Regions from separate parts of the Zea mays genome. Here region 2 is linked to region 1. A link is a contact called in public Hi-C data. All regions are on one chromosome and are shown on one strand. The core of a region is the stretch at or near the end of the contact, and the rest is flanking DNA. Distances in the headings are between cores, read along the strand shown.

Evidence for each region. Hi-C and Micro-C count contacts between places; a contact is called where the count stands out from the background.
Region 2: a contact with region 1 is called in a Hi-C map of leaf, with 4 times the contacts expected there. The contact joins the promoter of LOC100284051 here to the promoter of LOC100276373 in region 1. A contact is called at or near these places in 7 of 25 Hi-C or Micro-C datasets (ear, endosperm, leaf and 1 more) and 1 of 3 datasets of contacts at active chromatin or transcription factors (leaf).

Annotation. Positions count from the first base shown.
Region 1 is chr7:139,671,561-139,677,566 of Zm-B73-REFERENCE-NAM-5.0, reverse strand. LOC100276373 reads right to left here and starts at 2,510. Exons shown (of 2, transcript NM_001150179.2): 1 at 1,953-2,510; 2 at 898-1,838. The coding sequence starts at 2,120. The coding sequence ends at 1,233. It also overlaps a transcript of LOC103632948 not described here.
Region 2 is chr7:139,519,061-139,525,066 of Zm-B73-REFERENCE-NAM-5.0, reverse strand. LOC100284051 reads left to right here and starts at 2,349. Exons shown (of 10, transcript NM_001370574.1): 1 at 2,349-2,730; 2 at 2,820-2,879; 3 at 3,638-3,720; 4 at 3,888-4,047; 5 at 5,165-5,294. The coding sequence starts at 2,644.

The sequences.
Region 1 (6,006 bases), core at 1,261-3,760:
CGTCTGTCTCCATGGGGTTCAGTTGCTTCTGTTGGTGAATGATGATGACTTTGGACGTGACGACGCGTGAGGTTCTCATTGGGATCATCGATAACACGAGAAAGTTGGAGAGAAGAGAGGAAAAAAAAACTGTTGAATTTGTGTTACCTACGTGTTATAAGCCAAATTTGATGCACGCTGGGGATTCAGTGAGCCATCCTGGCGGGGTGAATCATACACCCAGCTCGCGGCTGCCGACGTGGTTGCAATCAAGTGTGAAATCTAGAACGGCTCTAGGCTCGCTGCCTTTTTCACTCTCAGGCGGTCAGGCCCAGGTCCTCATTGGCCTGTGCAAGTTCATCGAGTACCATAAAATAAAAGTGATGCCCATAATTTGTAGAATGTTCTTTTCTAGATAAATTTTAAATATCAGACTATCAGAGAGTCATTTATTCTGGAACATAAGGAGCACGCACGCTGTTCTTGGGATTTCCAGGACCAGACCTATACTTTGACATTTTCCTTACGAAAATATATTTAAAAAAAGTTCGAAGCCGCGCGCACGGGCCCTGCTGCGCCGGTTTGTGCCTGCGTGCTGATCCGTCATCGAATTTGGGCATGGTAATATAATGGACGACATCCCTGATACACGCCAGCTGACATGCACTCGCTGACATTGTGGAATTCTGCATCGCGCATGCTAGCGGCCACCAACCTTTGCTGTCTCTCTGCTGCTTGAACCGCCATGGCAAAGAAAATATATATATATATATATATATATATATATATATATATATATATATATATATATATATATATATATATATATATATATATATATATATATATATATATATATATATATATATATATATGTATATGTATACACACACACATGTCAAGATAAACTAGACAAAGGGACAGGAAGAGATAAAGCCGACTTGGAATATGTGTTGTAGTGGCACACACTGTCAACTTGTCGAGCACCAAGAGCAGCAAAGCAACTGAACCGCGTGGGGTATGGGTTCCGTGTCATCCATGCAACGAAGGTTTTCCTAGTACATCAGCATCAGCTACGACGGCGCGCGGCTAGCCTATAACCCCACATGAATGAGAGAACGACGACGACGAACAACATGCCGTCTCCTTGGTGCTCGACACATCACAGGCCGTTGCGCGCGGCAACAGTCTCAACCGAATCACATGTACGGATCGCATGCATATGGTTTGTTGAGGACACAAGTCCGGCAGCTTCAGACGGCACGCGCGCACTCGCTCCCGCCGTTCATCTCCGCAGATTTGCCGCTGACGACGACGCATCCGCTGTGGCCCATGAGGTTGACGACGTCGAGGCTGTAGAGTATGGGGACCATGACCATGGAGGACAGGAAGGCGAGGAGCGGGCCGAAGATCCAGAGCAGGAGGGGCACCCCGGCGTAGAAGAGCCTGTTGCCGACGAGGTTGAGGGTGAAGCCGCGCTCCAGGACGTCGCCGATGTAGTCCCTGGTGGGCGGCAGCGGGAGGCCGAGGACGGCGGCGTCGGAGTCGGCGGAGGAGGAGAAGAGGCAGGCCGAGGTGTTGATGAGGAAGCTGGCCTGGTTGAGGAAGCAGATGGCGAGGGAGTGGCAGAGGAAGGCGAGGAGGAAGAGCAGCATGAGCGCCACGTACTTGAGCGCCATCATGTACTCGCCGTGCGCGCCGAACACGGTGTCGCTGAGCGGCTTCTTGATGGTGTAGGTGCTGCTCAGCACCGCCGCCACGCCCGTGCAGAAGAGGATCGCCGTCGTGGCCATCAGCGTCGACCCCATGATGACGTTCCGCACCGACTGCACCACCGTCACCGCGTTCTTGGCGTTGTCCTGCGCTTACAGTTAACAATCACATACGCACCGCAGCAGCATCATGCAGCCAATTGACCATGAAAGAAACCAAAAAAAAATCCACAGACAAAACAATGCGCCGTACGTGCGTACCTTCATCATGCCGATGGCCCAGAGGCGGCGCGTGGCGGCGTTGATGCCGACGGCCGTGCGCAGCGGGCGGAGGCGGACCTCGCGCCACAGCCAGGCGTGGTACGCCATGGGGAGGAGCAGGCTGAGCGGGATGAGCGCCAGGTCCAAGAAGCTGTCCCTCCACTCCATGATCGACCGAACGAGAGCGAGAGCAACCACAACGGAACAACGCTAGCTAGCTAGCTAGAGTCCTGTATGCGGGCGGGAACAGGATGGTTGTTGTGTAGCTCTCTGACTCGTGACGAGGTGGGGGCAACGACGTTGCTTTCCGATCAGGCGTCTGGACTCTGGAGCTGTCTGTGTGCGGGCCGGGCGTCGCTATATATATAGCGGAGGAGCGGCCGAATTCCACACACAATCACACAGAAAGAAAGAAAGAAAGAGATACAGCGTAGGAAAGGAAGGAGAAGGATGCAGAGGTAGTGCCATCTTACACAAAGGCCACCAACTTTGCTAGCGAGCAATCAGTAGCTAAAAGTAGCAACACAAAACCCGGCCATGACCAGGCTATTAGCAAGCTTTTCTTTTTTTTGCGAAAACCAGAGAGCACTACATACTCCAGTGCAATCTGCGCCCGCCCGCCCGCCGAATAAGCAGGTGGGCTGACCGAACGCCATCTCCTCGTCGCGTCGCGTACTATACGCCGGGCGGCGGGCACACGGACACGGCCCGGATCGCGTGACGCTTTCGTTCGTCGGTTTGGCCTCGCGATCGACCGTGTTTTCGCTTCCGGATTTTCTTTTCAGCTCCATCTCGTGTTTCGCTCGCCTTGCCGTTCCTGGCAGTGGCTGGGGCGATGTCGTGTGAGTGACCTGCTTTTTGTGTGTGTGTGTGTGTGTGTGTGTGTGTGTGTGTGTGTGTGTGTGTGTGTCGGGTCACGTGGTTCAGACGACAGACCTGAGCAATTGCTGTCTCACTGCAATAGCAACACAAAAAGGATTTCAATGAAATGAAATAAAAGCATACCGGGTAGACGAACGAATGAAGCAGCAGAGGAGCTCGCTTTTGGTCGCGGCCAAGAAAGAAAGGACTCCGCGCGCGCGGTGGTCGCCCCGGGATCACTCGATCGGCTCGCTGCCTCACTCGTCAGTCGTCACTAACTCCGTCGCCTGTGGCCTGTGGGGACCACGACGCGATCCCAAACCCATCGTGCATGTCCAAAGCCGGCGGCCAGGCCGAACGGGATTCGGGAGAGATCCATACGATACGATAGGTAGCCTGCAAGTACGACGGCGAGGCGAACGCAGTAGCCGACGGTGTGGGGCGCGTGCCCGGTCGTTTTTCGTGCCACATGCGTGTCTCCGTTGGCTGCCAATGGCTATTCCCAGCCCAGTATTCTGGTATGCGAAAGCTACGTGTCATGTTACATGTGACATCACTAAGTTATACTCCCTCCCTCCGGTACCTTGCGAAAATATGAAACCGCTCGAAATTTGGCAGATTTCAGTACTCTGGACGGTTTGAACTTTTTTTTTTACAATTCGAAGTTCTGTTTCTCGATATTCTCGGCGGTTTCCGCCACTTCTCGACCGGTTTTCGGTCATTGAAATGTGATTTAGGTAGGAGAAATTTAATTTTGATTTGTTTGTGATCTGTTTAAATGACGCTGCGTGATAAATAATAGTATTTTCACAAGCGCGAACTCAACCTATTCTGCTTTAGAGCATTGTCATGAAGTTGTGACACTGACCATTCAGGTCGTCAAAGCACAATACCCTACATCCTATGTTTGGTGGATGTCCATATATAAGTGTTGACGAAGCATACATATTCAAATGATGACTGCGCTAGCAAGTTAGGAACAATCCTAATCATGACCTTCGTGATGTTGGCGGGGATTTTTATGTTACTCTACACTTCCTTTTATAGCACAAGAGAGGAGAGAGAGTTACATCCTTGGTGGAGGGTCCTATTTATGAGAGTGAGAACTATTACTATCTTATCGTAGTTATTGTATGGTACGCAACATATGCCTGTTGTATGTTATAATGGTGAGTGTGATATGCCATAGTGCCAGATATGAGAGCCTACGCCATGGACAATGGTGTAATTGGTACCCACAGTAGCCACATACACTATATTGTGCCAGCAAGTACATCTATGGCCTCAGGCGTGGCTACAATGACGATCCATGTCGTTGAGTTCAGTTGGTAGGCGTTATAGACACATAACATAGTGCTCATGGGTACGCGTGTGACCTTAGGTGTGACTACACTGACACCTTTTGATCGCATTGTTGCCTCTCACAATAAAGATGTAGGATAAGAGCCTTATCTCAACCACTGAGCACTATGCGACCGGCCTGGTTGAGAGCGCGCGTGATGTCGAGGTCATGCTGCCCAAGTCAGCCATGCCCTTACGCCATCTTAGGGAGAGCCAGGTGATTCGTGCGTAAAACACTCAGCTTGTAGGTGCCTGTTTGGAGATGCCAAGGTGGCATCAAACCAGACCTATCTTGGGTTTGTCTTATATTAATGGAGTCTCAAAAGATATTTTATTAGGTATGCCTAGGGCTGGAAACGAGCCGAGCCGAGCTCGGCTCGGCTCGGTACGGCTCGGCGCCTGAACGAGCTCGGCTCGGCTCGTCCATTCCACGAGCTGGAGAAAGAGGCTCGGCTCGGCTCGCGAGCCATATTTTGGTACTTTTCGTTGCATTATTTGGTGAATTAACATTATATAAATTTGAAATATAGAATCATCATTCTACATTATGAGTAAATTAAATTATAACTTGTAATATATTCATCATCAAAGACTAGAAAATGAGCTATTATCCATAAAATTATCTAATATTCATTATTATTCCATAAATTGATCATTTTTGCAAGGCTCGCGAGCCGGCTCGCGAGCTGGAACGAGCCAGCTCGGCTCGGCTCGCTGCAAAAACGAGCTCGAAGAAGAGGCTCGGCTCGGCTCGTTCGAGGCTCGCGAGCCGCTTGCGAGCCGAGCCGAGCCGCTCCGAGCTCGAGCCGGCTCGCGAGCCTCGTGCTAATTTTCCAGCCCTAGGTATGCCCTTCCCTAAATGCTGGCTACAGATAGGATAAGAGTTTTATCTCAACCACTTGGCACTATTTTTAAACTAAAACGCGACAAATAAAAAAACGAAGGGAGTAGATTATTGTGGTTATCATGTCGTGTTATTGCAAAATTGACACAGAAAGAGTGATGTTTTTTAATAATATAAACTGCACAATACAGCGCAGGTTTTCACAAAGCACACACACTTCATACTTAAAACACCACTTCAGAAAGAGGAATCCAGCATCAGCAGCTTAATAGAAATAATGGGCTCCGGCGTGCACGCACCCACCCGAGAGGTAGCGAAGCCGAGGACACGAACCTGGCCGGGGCGTCGTCCCGGTACAGCCTCGTGCATGGGAGCATCACGCATGGCCACGGCGCGGCCATGAGCCATCAGTCACCTACCTACCCGCCAATGCTAGCAGAGCTGGTGTGCAGTCGACTAGCTAGACAAGAGTGCCCCTGCTTTATTTTCGGTGGAAAAAACAAAACAAATCTGGCGAGATAAGGCTCTGCTCCGGTTGGCCGATGCAAACACCACTAAGCCCCATTTAGAACATAGGAATATATATAAACGCAGGATTAGAGCTGGCCATGAATTGTAATCCTACAGAAATTGAGGACACGCGGGAAAATTTCTCACCTAGTCTTTGGATGGATGCTACGCGGGAATTCGAATAGAGAGATAAAAGACATATATAGAAAATTTTCCATGAGATTGGATCTCTTGTTATTTTCGTCCAAAACTTGTATGGAGGAAAGCAATTTATAGAGTTTCAAAGGAATTGATGCGATTAAATCTTGTGTTTCCAAAGACTCGCGTAGGAAACTTTCCCGTAGAAAATGAATTCTTTAAAAATCCTTTATATTTCTTTTGTTTCAAAGAGGCCCCTAATTATATACTTGCTTTTCGTCTCACCCTTTTACCATGTGTCTTTCTCAACTCGATGTTGCTTTGAGGAAACGCTTAGTCGAAGAATTAAGTCAGTGGCCC
Region 2 (6,006 bases), core at 1,100-3,599, 150 kb after region 1:
AAATACGAGATGGAGGGGTATGTATAGCCCTAAGACAAAGGATTATTTGTTGCCTCTCCACTCAATATTTATGGGACACTGGACATGTTCGGTGTGACCTTGCTACCTGCACCGAACATGTTTGGTGATACTCTAACAACTAGTTTCAAAACTAGCCATATGTGACACTCTGACTGTTAGTTTCAAAACTAGCCATTAATAGTACATAACGTCTAGTGGACACGCCCGATGAGTCCAGAGCCAACCATCTAGAAGTCTTTGTCTGTGAATAACTCATGTCGAGCGAGAAATTTAATGCATTACCAGATAACAGACATGTCCGGTGAGTGCATTGGCTCTCCGGCTCTCTTTTATCTTAGTCAAAAGGTCGAGGAAGGTATAACCATATAAGGGCACGTACAACCTTTTATCTTACCTAGCACCACGTTAGCTGAAGAACAGAGAGTCATCCACTTTTAACGTCGTTGTCCTTCAGCTAACGTAGTACGTGGTGCTGGGTGCGACTTTCTATCGTGTTGTGCTGGGATGGTTTCTTATGGGTCATATGTAATGTAACAGTTAGAGATGGCCAAATGGGCGGCACGGCACGGCCCGGCCCGGGCACGACTAGGCACGACATGGTTAGGGCACGGCCCGTTTGGCCCGTTTAATAGTCGTGTCGTGCCGGCACGGCACTAGTGCCTAAGGCCAGGCCCAAGCACGGCACTAAGCCTGCTTAGCCTTGCCGTGCCGGCCCGTTTAGCCCATATAGCCCGTTTAGCCCATATAGCCCGTTTAGCACTACACCACAGAATTTTAGTCAAATATTCACAAACACAGTTAAAACATACTAAAATAGCTAATATTGAACTGTTTAGTGCAATGGCTGACTCATTAAAAACCTATTTAGGTAAAAACTCACCCTTATGAGAAAACCCTATATAAGAAAAAAGATTACAACACACAGCTAACTAGGTGTGTTTGGATCTAATCATGCATAATCGTGCCTAACCGTGCCTGGGGGCTAATCGTGCCGTGCCCGTGCCGGCCAGCATGCCTGATGCTCGGCCCAGGCACGCAGTGGCGAATCTAGCCGAAAATATGATCGGGGTCATCAAGAGCAGCTTTGCTATATCATACAAATTTTTATGAACTTTAACAGTATTTTGCTAAAGGATTTATAAAATTTATCGGGGTCGCCTGACCCCGATAAACCCCCCTAGATTCGCCCCTGCAGGCACGACACTACCTATTGGGCCGTGCCGGCACGGGCCCGACACCAGCCGTGTCGTGTCGTGCTCCGGACCGGCACGATTAGCCCGGCACGGCTGGCCATCTATAGTAACGGTTCATTGGTAGAGGAGAATTGGAAGAGAGAAACAAACTTACACGTTTCACATATGATGTACGAGATACAACGCATAAAACCAGTACTTTAAAGGAGTAGACACGCCTCCCGAACCAACCTATACACGGGTGATTCAGCATACCAAGTTAAGATCCTAGACACATGGTTAACGAAAATAACAATTAACATGCAATTCCGCGAAACACGCCGTGGAATGGCTTTTCCTTAACGACGAAGTGTCGTCGACCATACCTGCCCATTTCGGCAGCCTCGCGAATGTTCGCCCCCCCATGCGTGTTCTGCGCTGCTCGTCGTCGTCGTCCTCGTCCTCGGATGGGGGCTGTCCTGCTCCTGCGGACGCCTTTTGCAGCTGTAGGGGCGTCGGACTAGTGGCTTTACACGCACGTACTAGTTAGTACCTGCGACATGAGGGCGCCTCCACCGCCCATTCCAAGCCCCACTTTTTTCTCCCTTCCTTTGAAGAAAGAATCCAGTCATCCACTCAGGTTCGTTCCCAATTCCATGCGTGCCCGTGCGTTTGCTGCACCAAAGCCAAACCGAGCGATCGAGCTCCTGACGCGTGCCGGGAACAGCAGCCTCTCATGCGTTGCGCCGGGTCCGGTCCATGCGGAATCAGCATAGAGCTGTGAAGTGAAGTCTATAGGCATTTTTTTTTGCATGAAGTTTGCTTTAGTTTAGTTTAGGCTAATCCCTCGTAGCACAAATTCTGGAAGAGCTTAAATAAATATATATACGCGCGGGCCTTATCCGGCCCAGTGGTCACCACGTGGTGGGCCACCAAACCTGACCGCTACCGCGCCTCATTCGTTTGACCGGGGTCAGCGCCGGCCATGTGGTCCACCTCACCAGCGCGATAATTCACTCGCGAAACCGCGGGATCAGCGAGTGAGGGTTTTAGTTTTACCGAGAGGGGAGAGGGGAGAGGGGAACGGGGAACACGATTTTGATTTTGACTAGCGAGGAAGAGCTCCATGTCAATGTGACTCATCCCCGCATTATAATACGGTGGAGGAGAGGGGAGGCGGGGAAAAAGCATGCGAATTATTCGAGGCGGCTTTATGGTCGGACGGATCACCCCCAGCAAGGAGCCGCCACCCGCCACTCCGCCAGAGCATTGCAGCGCCAGCCACCTCGCCCCCTCTCGCTGTCCCGCACCACCCGCTCCGAGGGAAGGAGAGGTAACCGGTGGCGGGCGCGGCGGCGAGCGGAGATCCCGGGAACTCCGATCGAGCGCAAGCGGCGGGACCTGCGGGAGCAGAGAGCGCGCAGGGAGGAGAAGTGAGTAGCGTGGTTCGATGGTAAGGGAGACGGGATACTACGACGTGCTGGAAGTGAGCCCGACGGCCTCCGAGGCCGAGATCAAGAAGGCATACTACGTCAAGGTGCTGCCTGCGCGCCCTTCCCCATCGTTGCCGTGCGTTCAGAGATGGTTACTTTCGCCTCATTTCGGTGGTTGCTGCTCGTGTTGCAGGCGAGGCAGGTCCATCCGGACAAGAACCCAGATGATCCGCTTGCGGCGGCGAGGTTCCAGGCAAGTATTCTAATGCTCCACTGACTCGTTCAGTTCTCAACCGCAGCAGCGGCGGATCCTACTTGTTTTCCCTGATACTACCTGCCATTGTGCTAACGCGACTGAGCTCCAATCGGCTAAATCACTGCATTTTTCGCATTACTCAACTTTTTAGGTGCGCATTTCAGAAACAGCTGAACATTTATGAGTGCGTTTGGTTGGACGTAAAATGAGGGATGAAAAGGGACGGACAGATTTTCTATAGTGTTTGCATTATAGTGTTTGCATGAGAGTCACTATGGGTGAAAATCAGATAAAAAATCAAAGAGACGGTGACGTCCCCGCCTCATACTACTTTGGCCTCAAACCAAACACATCCTTAAGTGGATAAATAAATGCACTGTGGGATCCTTGTGCCATACACCCAACAACAGTATTCCGTTGTTCAGGGTAGAAAACAATACCACCTCCGTCCCAAAATATAGTTCTTTCTAATCCACTTTTTTTCTATTCATATTCATTTAATGATAATGAATATAAACATATATACAAACTACATTCATATGTTACTTAATGAATATATGATTAGTCTAAAACGAATTATATTTTGGGACGGAGGGAGTACTATATTGAACTGGCGATTCTGCCACATGTCCATTTATCGTGGATTCCTTCACTCTGCATCTTGTTGCTTTTGAGATACATATTTGATGTCAATGCAAATCGGACTGTATAAAAAGAAAGACGCCACATCTTCATCTGAGTTACTACTACTGCAGGAATTGGGGGAGGCATACCAAGTGCTCAGTAATCCCAAGCAGCGTGAAGACTATGACTTACATGGGAAACCTGGTATTTCAACGTATGTTTAAGTACCGATACATGCCATTGTGTTGTTGAAAATTCAAGTGCTCTAGTAGAATTTATTTTTCTTGATAGTTTACTTATGTAGCTGGTATTTAATCTCATATGCTGTCAAATCTTGTCTGATGGTTGCATTCTGATTTGCTTTCTAACATTATCCTATAGGGAAGCGATAATTGATCCTGCAGCAATTTTTGCGATGCTGTTCGGTAGCGAGCTTTTTGAGGACTACATTGGTCAGCTGGCGATGGCATCCATGGCTTCACTTGATGGTTTTACTGAAAACGAACAGATCGATCCAAGAAGGTTGCAAGAGCAAATGCGAGTATGACTCTTTACCAGGATGATTTGTTGCCCTTTTGGGCATTCTATCATATTTGTCATATTCATTCTTGATTGGAAATTCATAACTGTTTTGTTTTACTGAAGACTATGATTTTTCTAAGTTTTTCATTATGTACTACCCCAAACAATTCATAGTGGTTTGTTGTTACTTGCTGTTACTATTACTTTAAGAATTTCCAAGTGAAAATGAAGCTATTGTTTGGCAAAACAGATATCCTTATTCCTGACACTAGAAGCCAGAAAGTTCATGAGAAATCATAGATCATATTAGCTTCATGAAACCTACCTTTTCTCATACATTATGTCCCAGGTTACATAAATGTGAATGTGATCTACACACACTAATTTTGACACTATTTCTCCTATTTCTTTGTTAAAACCTGTTATTTGAATGAGAAGTATTCAATCAGTGTCAGCCTTTGTAGTCACTTACTCTACACAGTACTCTAATAAAATCTAATGTTGGAATGTGAAGTTACTGCTTGCATTTAATGCTTTACCTGCGTTTAACACTACAAGATTGGCCTTTTCAACATTTTGGGAACTTCCATGAGCTGCAGAGCTTAACAAGCTTCTAATAATGATAAATTTGAGAAACTCAAGAAATAATACACTCTATGAGTTGTTTTTGCATGGCATTTCTCATGCAGAATATCAATCTTCATGCTTGTTGACCTCTGCAGCACTTTCAAATTATAGTGGTGATCCCATTTAGCCTTTATTATACCAGATCGGAATGATGGATTTATCAACCATCATTGTCGACTGAGATTAATGACACTTGATGTGGTATTATTATTAGCTGTATGGAAATGCTACCCAAATTTCTGTTCTTTAGACTATTTCCGGCAGCTTACCCATCCTCATTCCTATATTCAAATTTCAATCTGCAAACAGTGCATTCTACAGTGCAGAACAGTGTAGAACAGTGTTTTGGGTAAACATATAAATAAACTACTGGACACGGTCTTACTAGTACTTTAAATATTCAAACAACAAAACCTTTCTGGTGCTTGAAATGTTCAATTTGTTGCTCGGTGTTTCACTATTTATACTTTCTGGCGTACTGTTGATTTAATGATTTAATTATGATGTAGGTTGTACAAAAAGAAAGAGAGGAGAAACTTGCAGAGGCACTAAAAGATAGGTTGCATCTTTATGTTCAAGGAAACAAAGAGGAATTTATCCAGTATGCTGATGCTGAGGTTACTAGACTCTCTAATGCCGGTATGTGTTCATGACAACCATTCCTTCACCTCCCCAAAATATTAATGATAGCCCTATAATCCTAGTCTGTATATCCATGCAACAACTCGTGGGTTCTGTATGTATTTTCTGCTTTGATCCCTGCTTGGTAGCTCTAAATCTTTTGTTTTTTTCTCGAACCACGCAGGAGAACTGCGCGTCATTTCATTAAGAAAGAAAAAGAGATAGCCCCTAGGAGATTAGGCTCCCCCAGGCCCCCCAGGGGTGTACAGAAACAGAACACTTTACAGACTTAAACCATACACGACCATGACCTCTAGGGGGCAACACTCACGACTAAATCCTGTAGAGCTCTCGCCCCCGCGAGACACCATAAATGCCCATCTGCAGCCACAGATTGCACCACAACATGTGCATCCGGCCTAACCCTATCAAAGAAACATGCATTCCTATGTTTCCAAAGCTCCCAAGAGACAAGCACCACCACGGAGTTAAATCCCTTCCGCAACTCCTTAGGTTGTCTCCAGCAACGTCCACTAAATTTCATCCTCTAAAGGAATATTCTCTATCTTTTACAGCACTCTCGAAAAGATTATGTACTCTATATCTTCTTATATCCCCTAAATTTCATCCTCTATATCAACAATGTTACCAGATTTGACATTCTATATTATTTCTTACCGCTCGTGAGCACGTGAACACATAGACATAGGAATCAGCACAGTGCATAGAG